Regions from separate parts of the Rattus norvegicus genome. Here regions 1 and 2 are each linked to region 3. The links are chromatin contacts, called in public Hi-C maps. All regions are on one chromosome and are shown on one strand. Each heading gives the region's core, a stretch centred on a gene start, on an enhancer-like site or on the middle of the called end of the contact. The rest is flanking DNA. Distances are from core to core; before and after follow the strand shown.

Region 1 (4,401 bases), core at 1,012-3,511, 170 kb after region 3:
GAAGGAGATGAAAGGGAAGCAGGAAGGAAATGGAAGGGAAGCAGGAAGGAAATGGAAGGGAAACAGGAAGGAAATGGAAGGAAGGCAGGAAGGAAATGGAAGGAAGGCAGGAAGGAAATGGAAGGAAGGCAGGAAGGAAATGGAAGGGAAGCAGGAAGGAAGTAGAAGGAAGGCAGGAAGGAAATGGAAGGGAAGCAGGAAGGAGATGAAAGGGAAGCAGAAAGGAAATGGAAGAGAAGCAGGAAGAAAATGGAAGGGAAACAGGAAGGAAATGGAAGGGAAGCAGGGAGGAAGTGGAAGGGATCTTTACACACGCATGTAATGGATGTGATTATGAATGACTTCCTGGGAGTGACAGCCATCTATAGAAAAAGTAAGCTTGCTTTCCTGTAAATAGCACTGTGTGATTCTCGGAGGATAAGGAAGGCAGCTTCCTGCAAACTATTGATTCCAACTGCAGAGGTGTAGCAGTGTGGACAAAACAGCCTCTTGCATTTTTCTCATCTCTCTACTTTACATCCAACTCACTGCCCCCCTCCCAGTTACCCCCTCCCACAATCCTCCCCCATTTCTCCTTTACCTCTGAGTGGGTAGGGGCCCCTCGTGAGTACACTCCCCACCCTGGGACCTTAAATCTCTTCTATGCTAGTGGCTTCCCCTCCCACCAAGACCAGACACAGCAGCCCAGCTAGAGGAACATATCCCGCCTAGCAACAGCTTCTGGCATAGGGCCTCCAATCCCTCTTGTCCAGTAGTTCAGAGCCCACATCAAGGCCAACCTGCACACCTGCTACGTATGTGCAGGGAAGCCTAGGTCCAGCCTGTGTATGTCCTTTGGTTGGTGGTTCAGACTCTGAGAGCTCCAAAGTTTAGTTGACTCTGTTGGTCTTCCTGTGGAGTTCCTATCCCCTTCCGGCCCACAATCCTCCTATTCTTCCATAAGAGTCCCCAAGCTCCACGTTCTGTTTGGCTGTCCGTGTCTGTATCTGTCTGAATCAGCTGCTGGGTGGAGCCTCTCAAGGGCAATACACTCCTGTCTGCAAGCATAGCAGAGGATCTTTAATAGTGTTAGGGATTGGCGCTTGCCCGGGGGAAGGGTCTGGCATCGGGGCAGCTTCAAGGCCTGGAGCTGAGCAAGTATAGAACATGACCAATGCGGTATACATACGGTGGCCAAACGCTCTTCCACTGCCGCCACCTCACGCTATTTCTGTTAAAGCTCCTGGGCTCCCTACCACAATTATACCTACCTGCCCAACGATCAATTCCTCTAGCTGCTGTTAGGACAACCCGATTAAGCAAACTTCATAAAAGTCACAACAGTGCTTAAGGGAATAGACGTTGTTTGGAGCTATCGAATGCTGACTGCGTGCATGCACACAATCACACCGTCTTCTGGGAGTACAGTTGTTGAGAAATATAATTAATAAGTAAATTTTATTCTTTGTCTTTTAGTTCCTTATAAATGTGTACAAAGCATTATAATTGAGCGTAATAGGAAACAGAAAAGTGCACTGCTCTTTCAGTTTTGCTAGATGAATATGAATGGAAAAACCAGCTTCCAATATGTGCTTTGGAATAATCTTTCACAGATAAATATATTATGCTTTTTCCCAAACAGAAAATATTTGGGTATCGTGGGTTTAACACACCCAATTAGACTATAAACTTTTGTTCCTATTTTACCCAGAAGCTTGGCTTTTTTAGATGCCACACCAGGAGTAAAGGTTTGTTAGGTTTCGTTTATGAATCCTGTATCGTGAAATCTATGCTCAAGAGGAAAACGTGTGCTGAACAGATAGTTTTCTCTGTGGTTAATATGTAAACCATGTATGATCTGAATTCTTTTGCCAAAACACGTCTGGACTGGGTACATTACACGGGTTGCTCGCATAAAAATGTTGGAGACTATAAGGCATCAGTGACACCATTTTATTGTCGTTATTGTAATCTAGTTTAAAATCGCGATGTGGTTTAGGAGAGCCTGTCTTAAGTCACAATTCCAAGTTCCTGTACGAACATTTGTCTTCTGTGGCACTAAATTCCCTGTATAGTAAATCTTGTTTTCAGTTGCTTTGTCCCATAGTGTTGATCAAAAGCCATGCTTAAGGATTTCAAATAGCGACAGCGCCCCCCATCCCTCCTCTTTGGTCTAAAGGTACCCATCACATCCTATTTCTTTCCTTAAAGATTACAGAGAAGCCCACGCAGTAGAGATTCGTCTACTGTGCAACAGCGACCCCTGGCGGTCCGATGCTTTCAAGGCGGCCAGCACCCAGAACTGTCTCCCATCAAGTCCCTCTTTGTTTTCCTAATCTAGAGAGCTATCAGTACACGGACCAGGAACTGTCTTTGAGAATGTGGGCTGTGTTTGATATCCAGAATCTACAGCTCAAAGTTTCACTACTCACTGTGCACAAATCATAGGTCTTTGTTTTCTCTTTGTGACATTTAATAAGAAGAGGTTTTTTCCCCTTTCTTCTTGCCAACGAATCGTAACAGCAAACGAGCACGTTAGTCAAAAGTCTTTGATGACTTTTTGTTTGGGACGAGAAAATGCCTGAAAAGTAAGTAAAAGTCTCGGGGACGTCGGGAAAGGAAAAGAATAATGCTTGTAGCACGAACACCCGCATGATTCATCGGTAAAAGCTAAGCGCTGGTTTCATTTCTTTTGTAGATTTCCCCTGCTCCCCCTCACTCCACCCCCCTCTTTGTTCCGCTTCAAACCTTTCAGAGGGCTAAAATGCATTATTACCTTGTTAAATCTCTACCCAAATCATTTCTACAGCCCGAAGCTGTTTTGACATGGGTTGAGCATCTCACACACACAAAAGAATTGCTTTTGTTCCCAGAAGCTCTCATTGGCTGAACGGCCGCCCTTACGGACCAATCAGAATCTAGTTGTCAGGCTTGGCAGGCTATTTTTAACCCAACACACAAAAACACTGGGTCTTGGAGGCAGTCCGCTGTAGAATGAAAGTCTCCATAGTAAAAGGCAACAGCTGAATGTGTTTTGGATGTCACGGCGTGTTTGACATTTTCTCTTTAATTCCGTATACACTGTTACATTAGCATGTGCTTTTTGTAAACAACTAAGTCAGAAATGGACCTGCGCCTCCTCTCCTCTCCCCTCCTCCCCCGGCTCTGAATTACCCTTTTAGGAAAGGAAAGCCTAAAATATATTGTATTCAGGCTTGATCCAAAAACAATTCACGATGTGTGGAGATAACTCTCTCTCTCTCTCTCTCTCTCTCTCTCTCTCTCTCTCTCTCTCTCTCTCTCTCTCTCTCTCTCTCTCTCTCTCTCTCTCTCTCTCTCTCTCTCTCTCTCTCTCTCACACACACACACACACACACACACACACACACGAGTTTTTCAATAGGAGTACCTTTTTATTTAACAAGGGATTTTTGTAGATTTTTTCATCTTGGGTGGACTAAATTTTCAGCAGTGTCTGGATTAGAGTTACAGTGATATCCATCTTTCCCCCTTACTTTTTAAATATATATAATTAATACAATATGCATATACATTATGTGGGGCAACTAAAAATATAAATATTCAGTGCGGGGTATTTTTGTTTGGGGCACTTAGTTAAAGCATTGTTTGTAGCATATTCAACCTATTGTTCAGTGGAGGGTATTTTTTAACCTCCCTAAATACACTTTAAGGGACAAGATATTAAAGCACATAATTTGAAAAATTACCTAACATATCCAGGAAATCAAAGTTGCCAAGTGGGAAAAAGCCAAGCTGTAAAGTTTGATTTTCCCCTAAGCCAACCATTTAGTAGGCCAGAAAGGGAGGAAAAAGCTAAGTTGATCCCAACATGTATATCACAAAGCAATTATATTGGCAGAAAGGGAAACTCTTTCCTGCAAAGGAAAGGGGAGGAGGGGTGGCCTAAAAAAAAAAAAAAGAGGGTTAGAATCTTCTCTAGTTCTTAAAAGAGATTTTGGATTGTAGGTTTGACCAGTATTTAATTACCCACGCTTGGGGAGATGACTTTATCTGGTGTTCTTTGTCAATCTCCAGAGACAGACCCAAGCCGTGGAAGGAGGTATCATTTGACCATGGTGACAAGCAACTGTAGAAATCTCACAAAGGCTCCTGGGAGAAATGGCTCTGGTCCTACTCAAAGATGCAGGCATGCTTTGCTGAGAGAGGTTTCCCTAACAAAAGTGGCCAAGGATAGGGAAATCTTTACACAAAAATTCTGGCAGACCCAAGGAGAACAGTCAGATTTAGAGAACGCGTATACTTTGCCATACAAAGTAATGTAGATTTCACTACTGAGGGGAAATGTCCCCTGCATTTCTGAAGGTGAATTTGAACTACAATGACAATGCACTGGAAAAGGAGGTCACTCTTCCCAACATCGATTTGAGGCGCACCTAGACA
Region 2 (4,358 bases), core at 1,355-3,854, 240 kb before region 3:
TTGCTGTGTTCATACCTGAGTGAGAGCTCAAAGGGGAGGCAAGCTCTCCCACGATCCTCTAAGGGCACCAACTTCCGTTCATGAGCGTTCCACTCATGATCTCAACTAATAGGAGTTATATCCGGACACTGCATCTCCGAATAACCCCACATGGGGGAGGTGGGATCTCAACATCTTGGAAAGTCTATAAACCCAAAGGGAATAAAAATAAAAAGACAGATGGCATCAAACTTACAGGAAAACAAGATGAGGAGTGTCTTAGTTAGGGTTTCTATTCCTGTGCAGAGACACCATGACCAAGGCGACTCTTATAACGGACAACATTTAATTGGGCCTGGTTTACAGATTCAGAGGTTCAGTCCATTATCATGAGGGTAAAAACATGGTGGCATGCAGGCAGGCATGGTACTGGAGGAGCTGAGAGTTCTATATCTTGATCCAACTGCATCCAGGAGAAATCTGTCTTCCAGGCAGTTGAGAGGATGGTCTCTAAGCCCTCTCTATACAGTGTCACTCTGCCTCCAACAAGGCCATGCCTACTTCAACAAGGCCACACCTCCTAGTAGTGCCACCCCGTGAACCACAGACATTCAAACCACCATGGGAAGGAGACCAGATCCAAGCAAACATTGCCAGTGACATCATCAAACAATTTTCAGGGAACTGGCCTCATAGATTCTTGTGAAAATGAACAGATGCATAACTAATTAAAGTAAGCATGAGAAAAGCATGTGGAGTCTGTACACACTCATGATCTATGAAAATGGACACTTGAGCAAATAATTTTGTAAGGAGAATTTATAGCTTATTGCTAGTGATAGATGCTCATGGATACTATATTGAAAAATACGATACACATGTCTCTTTAAGTCCATACTAACCAGAAAAGGATGGACAGAAATGTTCCCTCTCATGGGTGACATTTGACATTTCAGTAACTTAATATATGGATCATTCTACCCAAAGGGATGGAATGTCCACCAACTTCCGTGCTGTCAAGCTTGGACCTCGTCCCGATGGCCATTTTGTTTCAGGTGACTTTATGCCAACTTTTCCATGTTTTTTCTCTTGTTTTCATCCTGTTAGAATTCAGTTACTGAATTTTACATTAAAATAATGATTTTTTTTTGCTGGCATCGAACAGTGGCAGGCATAGCTGCCCGAATTCAGGGGGAAAATGCCTGTCATTTACCTCACATAACTTTATACATCTTGATTCAGACAATTAAAAATGTAAGACTTGAAGCCTGGAATCTCATTTCAGTAGAGTAGTTGTGCTCTTTGCGAATATAATTCAGACAGTGTGGTCTTCTTTGATCACTGACCAAACTCAGCAGATGTAACTGAGGCGCTAAAAACATTAGCGCTCCTGTATATGTCCTTGTATACAGAGGTATTAGCATGGGGTGGTTCACAGATACCACAGGTTAGTCTAGGAATACATTTATGTGCTTTGCTCCAGCACCTGTATCTACAGAAAAGCAGTTTTTCCGTCTTTGGGTCTTTCATACAAATGGATTGATTTTCTGCAGATGGCATGTTTCACACAAAGGATATAGCTCAGTTAAGAGGCTGGTTTCTTGGCACATAGCATGGATGCCCAGGACCCCATAAACCAGACCTGTTTCAGGACACTGCCTGGCGTCCCCAGACTCAGGAGGGTGTGAGTGCGCCGGAAGGCAGAGATTCAGGGTCATCTGCTTTAAACCAAGTCAATGCCAGTCCAGGAAACAGGAGATCCTGTCTCAAAGAAAGAAAAACACGTTCTCTATAATATTGTAAAATTTCATCGCAAAATCTTTAAAACTTCAGGGTAGAGGTGATTGCTTACCAGTGCTCAGCCTTGCCAGTCCCAGAGCTAGGCAGTAAATATTTGGTGAAAGGATGAGTGTCCTCCCGTTAGGCAATGAGGTTGCTTTAGCAATCGGATCCCTTAAATGGCATTATTTACTTGCTGAAAATGTGTTTTCTATATTGGCTAAGTTGTTTAATTTACATAGGCCTGCTGCCACACTGCCCTGTCACAGATCCACTGCAGAGCGTGCCCACAGCCTTTCTGACCTTCTCGCATCTAGAGATGTTGAGAAGCAAAGCCAGCTGTATCCATTTTGATTTCACAGCCCAGCCCAGCCCTGCCCCACCCCGCCCCTCTACCTCTAAATTGCAATTCTTTGATTTTCAATGCAGAGATGACATGCCCCAGCCTGGTCTGTGATTCCATAAATGCTTTAGCTTTAGGTTATAAACAGACTCAAGTGGAGTCTTGTCTGCCTGTTTACTGGACTGTTTTAGAGGCTGCTCAAATCCAAATGGCCAGGGGGAGGAGATGGAAACTTAATGTGTTTCAGGCTTCAGCGCCTGAAGGTAAGGGAGACACTGGGTTTCCCATTGCAGGTGAGCAGAAAAGACCTTTGAGCCTAAGCCATCCTGTTTTTCCCCAGTAAATATATATCATACTCAAATGACAGGTTTTCTGTCAAATACTGAATGAGACCCGCCTATCCAGGGAAGTTGAGCAATTCTTTGCTTGTTCAATACTTTAATCCTCAGCTCAGTTAAACAGAAGCTCCGGCACACAGGACAGAAAGTACAGCAAACATTGGGCATGCCAAACATGATGGGACTTTTTTGCTGGCATCACTCTGCCCTTCACCACTCCCCACTGGAAGAACGAGTTTTAAAGTTCTTTCTCTTGCCCAGGAAGCTGTTATTCTTATGGCAAAAGGCTGAGATCAATCACTATGCCAGATCCACGTCATTTGAAAGCATGACACAAGGGCAGGGATTAAGTTGAAATTTTAAGATGTAAAGTGTTATAATGTGAAGGAATTGGTACTTGTTGACTATATCCAAGGATGGTTGATGTACTTGGCATTTTCCAAACAATGTAATTCATTTATGATTACTTATGAATGGGAATCGGAAAGTTTTGAGTTGGGCTCTATGTTAGACACTGAAAGGAAAGAAAATGAATTGTCCTTAAGAAGTCTGCAAAGAGCTAGAGAGGCTCAGTGGGAAAGGTGCCTGCAGTGCCAGCATAGAGACCGAAGAAGAATCCGTATGAAGAACCCCAGAGTGGTGGTACAGGCTTGGCATTCCAATGCTGGGGAGGCAGAGACAGGTGGATGCCTGAGGCTCATAAGCTAGTCATCCTAACCTAGTCAGTGAGTCCCGGGTCAGTGAGAGACTGTCTCATAAAATGGACAGCTCCTGAGGTGTAATACCTGAGGCTGTTCTTTGTCTTTCACATGCACATACATCTGAACTCGAACAAATACAAACAGATGCACAACTCAACAGGTTCACATAGGTCAACATTGTACCCAGGAGAGCATCATGGAATGAACATACAATAAGTTTTTGTGTCATTGTATTATCACTGTGTCTCAGCAATGTCCCCTTATGTCCTCATTAGTTTTTGTTGTTGTTGTTGTTGTTGTTGTTGTTGTTGTTGTTTTGTTTTGTCACCTACACACAACCTGGATTCCCGAGGGAAGGGGGATTCTCAATTGAAATTTTGCCTTGATCAGATTGGCCTGTGAGCATGTCTGTGGTGGACATTGTCCCAGTGGATGATTTATATGGGAGGACCCAGCCTGTTATGAGGAGCACCATCTCTAAGCAACTGGTCCTGGGATGCATACAACAGCTAGTTGAGCCTGAGCCAGAGGGTGAAGCAACAGGCATTCGTTTGTTGTTTCTACTTCAGTTCCTGCCTTTACTACCCACAATGATAGACTGCCACTTAAAACTTTAAGATGAAATAAAGCCTCTCCTTTTGTGTTGGCTTTGGCTAGAGTGACTTATTGTAGAAACAGAATGAAAAAGTGATCCTGCCAGTAGGAAGCAGGAAAGGACATTAGACAAGAGTGTCAAGTACCAAGCACCCGTGGCATAAAAAAAATAGCCAATTCAATGATAGAAGTGCTGAGATTTTTCTTAGAAAAGCAGGACATGTTTGGCTGGAGAAGCATCCAATCCATGGTAGTGGAACCAGACCAACTCATCTGGCTCTGGTCTGTAGTACAACAGCTCCAGGCAGAGTTGCTGGGGAAGATTATGCAGCCAAAACGAGATAGATAGTAGTGTCAGCAATCAAGTGGAAATGGCCCACGGGAGCTGCAAGTGATCTTTAGAGTAACATGGCAGCCATGGTCACCCTGCAGAACAGCAGGCGTCCTAGTAGGTCTAGACATGGCTATGTCAGGTGGGACACTTGTGGTACATAGTTAAGCACAATTGGACATAACTGAAAGACAGGAAGCCTGAGGACCGGCTAGGAAGCTATTGTAGAATGCCAAGAGTAGGTGACAAGGACCTGAAACAAAGCAATATTGAAGAGGTCATGTTCAAAGATG
Region 3 (4,658 bases), core at 740-3,239:
CTAGGGATTTAGCTCAGTGGTAGAGCGCTTACCTAGGAAGCGCAAGGCCCTGGGTTCGGTCCCCAGCTCCGAAAAAAAGAACAAAAAAAAAAAAAAAAAAGAAGGACTGAAGGAGCTGAAGGGGATTGCAACCCCATAGGAAGAACAACAGTAGCGACTAACCTGGAACCCCAGAGCTCCCAGAAACTAAGCCAACAACCACCTAGGAGCATACATCAGCTGGTTTGTGGCCCTGGGCTCATGTGTGGCAGAGGACTGCCATTTATGGACTCAGTGGGAGAGGATGCAATTAATCCTGTGTGAACTTGATACCCCAGAGAAGAGGGAATGCTGGTGGGGGTGGTTGGGTGGAGGCGCACTCTTTCAGCGCTGGGGGTTGGGATGAAGAACTCAGGGTAGGGGGACTGGGAAGGGGGGGCCACTTTTGGAATGTAAAATAAAACGTTTTAATAAAGAAAAAAAACATCATTGTCTTCTAAGGAGTGAAGTCTAATATATTATTTAGCTTCTTATGGATGGAAAAAACTAAAGGTGATATTTAAATATGAACCTTTACTGTTTCACTAGCTCTCTGAATTTGCAGAGCCGAGTACGAATGTGGTGGATTCTTGGTGTCATGGATGTAAGGTCAAGAAAAATGCATACACTATTACAGTGTGTATTGTTAATAGCGAGTTAGTTACCTTTGCACCCAGGTACACACCTCAAAATGGATAACATTGTGATATACACTTGCACAGGACTGACTTTGCTGACCAAACAGGTAGAACATGCAGCAATGAATAGAGAGTTAAATTTAATCTCTTTAAAATGGCTCCCACATAGGATGGGCACTCTGTGATCTTTTTTTCTCCAGACAGGAAATGCTGTTGTCAAAATATAAAAATAAAGGGGTATCTTTTATCCCCACTAAGTCTACACCGCAGTGCCGCTGCTTGAGACATCACGTGACTCAACATGGCAGCCCAGACGAGTTGCTCCACACTCCCTTACACTTAAATCTACACATGAAAGAACACACAACACAATAATCTTTGATCCAATTGATAAGATATAATTGCTCACCTAAACACACAAAGCCCAGTACACGTCCATCCCTTAAGAACATTTATAACAATCTGTAAAGGTACAGCAAGGAATCTTAATGTCAACTGCCATATTGTCCCTACCTACTCTCTCCCTCCTCCTCTTCCTTCAAACTTTTCTCCTGCCCATCCTTCCTTCTCATCCAATGACAGGCCTCATTCTACCTTGTGATACCTGTGATACCATCCCACAAGTAAAGAACAGATTATCTTTTTAACTTTTTTTTAATTAAGATATATTTGTGTCATTTTCTCTTTCTCCTCCCTACCTCCAACACCACCAGTACCCTCCCTCCTTCTAAAATGTATGGCTTCTTTTAAAAAAAATGTTATTGTTACACATATCTTTAAATATATAAATAAACCTGCTGGGTCTCTTTAGTGTTGTGTGCATGTATATGATTTCAAGGAAGGCTGCTCAGTATTGCATAGCCCATTAGGAGTCATCCAATTCTTGGGGATGACTGATTCTACCACTTACACAATTCCTTAGTAGCCTGTAATTTTTCGACTAGGGATACAATGTGTCCCTGTGAGATTTCCTTCTTCCATTGTACAATATCTGCTGGTAGTGTCCTCATTCATCCCTTGTTTAGGTAGCCATACTGTTGGTGTGTTGTGGGTGAAGCTTCTAGAAGACACAATCACTCAGCAGATATTCTGGTCCTCTGCCATGTGCAATCTTTCTGACTCCCTTTAATCCGTCATATACCCCCGGAATTCACTCCCAATTGTGTTCCCATCTTGAACTACAAATTAATACTGAAAAAAATCCTCACAGGACAAGTTCAACTCCACATTATTCAGATTATTTCAGTATTTGCCATGTACTAGGAATATATGTGAGGTTCAAATATTGACTGAATCAGGACCGCACAATGATTTCACCAACAAAGTCCACTAGGTCAGTTAACCTCCTTCTTCCTAACAGAATCATGTTGCTGATTTCAAATGAGTCTCCACCAGGCTGTTCAACCACTTCCTCCTCTCCCTCCCCCTCCGCTCCCCTCTCCCCTCCCCTGAGCTCTTTGCTGTCTCTGACTTATTGTACTAGAATCAGCAAAATCATACTGAAGGCTCATTTGTATATAATTTCTTCAGAAGCAGCCTCTACAATAAAATGCTCAAGTTCAAAGATTCATAAACCGTTCCACACAAAGCAAGATTTATGAGACAAAGTTCAGAGAATCTTGGTTAATCATTACAAATCACAATTGCACATGCCTGGTTCTAGGGTTGTACTCTTCATGATGCTGAAGGCTACTAGGGCAGGGTGTATCCTTTCGTAATCTTTGGTTTGTCTGTTTCACTGCCAAGAAAATAAGCACAGAGGGGGTTCTGCTTTGTATCTCTGGGATGGGACAATAGCTCTAATCTGCAATCTTTTATTTTTGTTTCAACTGTTCCAAGACCAATTTCAATTTAACTTGCTTGCTTTGCTTGTCTCTTGATAAAAAGCTGTTTTGATTACAGGGGGTTTGGAGGCGATGGTGGGAGGCAGAAGTAGAGATTCTCTCTCTCTCTCTCTCTCTCTCTCTCTCTGTGTGTGTGTGTGTGTGTGTGTGTGTGTGTGTGTGTGTGTGTGTGTGTGTGTGTTCATGCATGTATAGGAGAAGGAATAGGAGCCAGCATCCATGGGCTGTATTTGTTAATCTGCTTAAAACCTTAACAGATTTTTTTCAGCTGAAATTTGGGCAATGTTAATTGTACAGGCAGAATTCACGCTGGGAAAATCTCCTTGGGTGGGGAGAAAAAGACAGAAAGCACAGCCTGCCTGTTATATAAGATGTTTATTTCTATCCATTCCAATCCACCATAAGCAGTACAGAAAATAGGCCAATGCCGCTGACCAATGATGTCACTGTATCATCGAGGTGGGGGTGGGGGTCTGGGTTCCACGTCGATGAACAGGAGGATTTCCTATCACCATTGCCGTCTTGTAGAAGCCTTTATACCAGAAGCTGCTGATCTTGGCTCCCTTTGATGCTTATAGGATTTATAGTAACTGGGTGGCTACCATTGATGGCAGCTCCGGACAAGCCACACGAATGCTTAAAACAGTGCTTTTTTTTTTTTTTAAATCAAGCCTCTGAAGTTAAAAGGATTGGATCCTGTCAGCCAAGTGCTGGCTATCCCTGGGAAATGGTACAGAGAAGAGGGATGGTCATCATGGTGTGAGATGCTAGGCAGTGTCTTTACGTACCGAGTAGCTCATTCTGCAGAATGCCTGCTTCACTTATGGTACCTTGCATGTATGCTCAGTCGGGGGTGGGAATGGGGGGGCCGAGGGGCATCCACATTAACTCATAAAGACTGCAACTCAAATCGACAGCTTTATACATTTTTTAACGAGCTTGTCATTTGTAATGTCATAGAGACATCTTTATAAGTTATAGTGGGTAAAGTGAGTGAAATGATGTCTGTGCCCAAGATTTTTTATTCCTTATTACTTTAGTATTGAAAGCAAACCGAAGCCACATTCCTTCATATTACAAAGGGTGACTCTGTCACACGGAGAAGACACGTATTGCAAGTAACCGTTCTGTGGTTCGGTTTATGGAGCTTTTGGTAAAATCATGGTTTTCTGTCATGAAAAAAAAATATCTTCAGGGTTACTCTAATTGACCCAGTTTTTTTTAAAAACACCGTTCTTGTGTATTGCTGCTCCAGTCTCCCTCTAGAGGAAATCAGTGGGTATTGCAACTCAGCCTCAGAGGTGGGGGGGACAGTCTAATTGAAATGCAAGCTTAAGACTAATAACATAACTGAGTACTAGAAGCTATTACTCTGAGGAATTCTAAGTGCACAGCACCTTTTGTACTAACCCCGTGCCAGCATCGGTATGTATATTTTTCCTAAAGCAAACAAGCAAACAAAATGTCTTAACCCTGTTTGTGTGTTTTCTGAAAACAACAGATGTACTGAGAGAGCCATATTCCCGTATTCTGCGAATATAGAGGGCTGGATGTCAGGCTGCTGCTTACCCACCGGTAGTCCATGGCCTCTGGTACAATGAAAATATTTGTCCCTTTCTCCAGTCAAGTAAGAAACTAATAAAATGCATAAAGGGCATAAAAGTGACTTTTAATAAAGAGTTCCTTTCTTTTCCAAAAATCCTCATAGCTATCCTTAGAAGTAAACACACAGAGACACACGCAGACACACGCAGACACACGCACAACCACCACCAACAATGACAAATAGAGCTTTCAGAAAGTTTCTTTTCTTTTTGATATCTCATCATCTAAGCCCCTGTTTTACATTTCAGAACAATGACATGATTCGTCTCTGCAGTGTGGATACTGTGGAAAGACCAGCACAAGGGATAACCTGGGTGACAAGAAGTCTCTTTTCAGAAATGTGTGTCAATGCAGGAAGGGGTTGGTGAGTGGAAAGCTGTAGGAAAAAGGGAAGGGAGTCTTTTTTTTTTCTTTTTTTAGGAGCTGGGGACCGAACCCAGGGCCTTGCGCTTGCTAGGCAAGCACTCTACCACTGAGCTAAATCCCCAACCCCCAAGGGAAGGGAGTCTTAATGTGTATTTACTTGTAAAAAGGAGTCAGTGTGTGTTTTGTC

Evidence for each region. Hi-C and Micro-C count contacts between places; a contact is called where the count stands out from the background.
Region 1: a contact with region 3 is called in a Hi-C map of liver, with 6 times the contacts expected there. The contact joins two enhancer-like sites. A contact is called at or near these places in 7 of 12 Hi-C or Micro-C datasets (the Rat2 cell line, Schwann cells, frontal cortex and 3 more).
Region 2: a Hi-C map of liver shows a contact between it and region 3, with 5 times the contacts expected there. The contact joins two enhancer-like sites. A contact is called at or near these places in 2 of 12 Hi-C or Micro-C datasets (kidney and liver).

The regions. Positions count from the first base shown.
Region 1 is chr7:33,964,065-33,968,465 of GRCr8, forward strand. No RefSeq gene overlaps it. Among named protein-coding and RNA genes, the nearest start is that of U2l1, 130 kb to the left of the region's middle. Within about 2 kb of position 2,262, at least 79 of the 93 cell types and tissues checked have an H3K27ac peak or open chromatin away from gene starts, as enhancers often do. A contact at or near this core is called in liver, where this site is marked.
Region 2 is chr7:33,553,082-33,557,439 of GRCr8, forward strand. No RefSeq gene overlaps it. Among named protein-coding and RNA genes, the nearest start is that of U2l1, 280 kb to the right of the region's middle. Within about 2 kb of position 2,605, at least 4 of the 93 cell types and tissues checked have an H3K27ac peak or open chromatin away from gene starts, as enhancers often do. A contact at or near this core is called in liver, where this site is marked.
Region 3 is chr7:33,792,287-33,796,944 of GRCr8, forward strand. No RefSeq gene overlaps it. Among named protein-coding and RNA genes, the nearest start is that of U2l1, 42 kb to the right of the region's middle. Within about 2 kb of position 1,990, at least 15 of the 93 cell types and tissues checked have an H3K27ac peak or open chromatin away from gene starts, as enhancers often do. A contact at or near this core is called in liver, where this site is marked.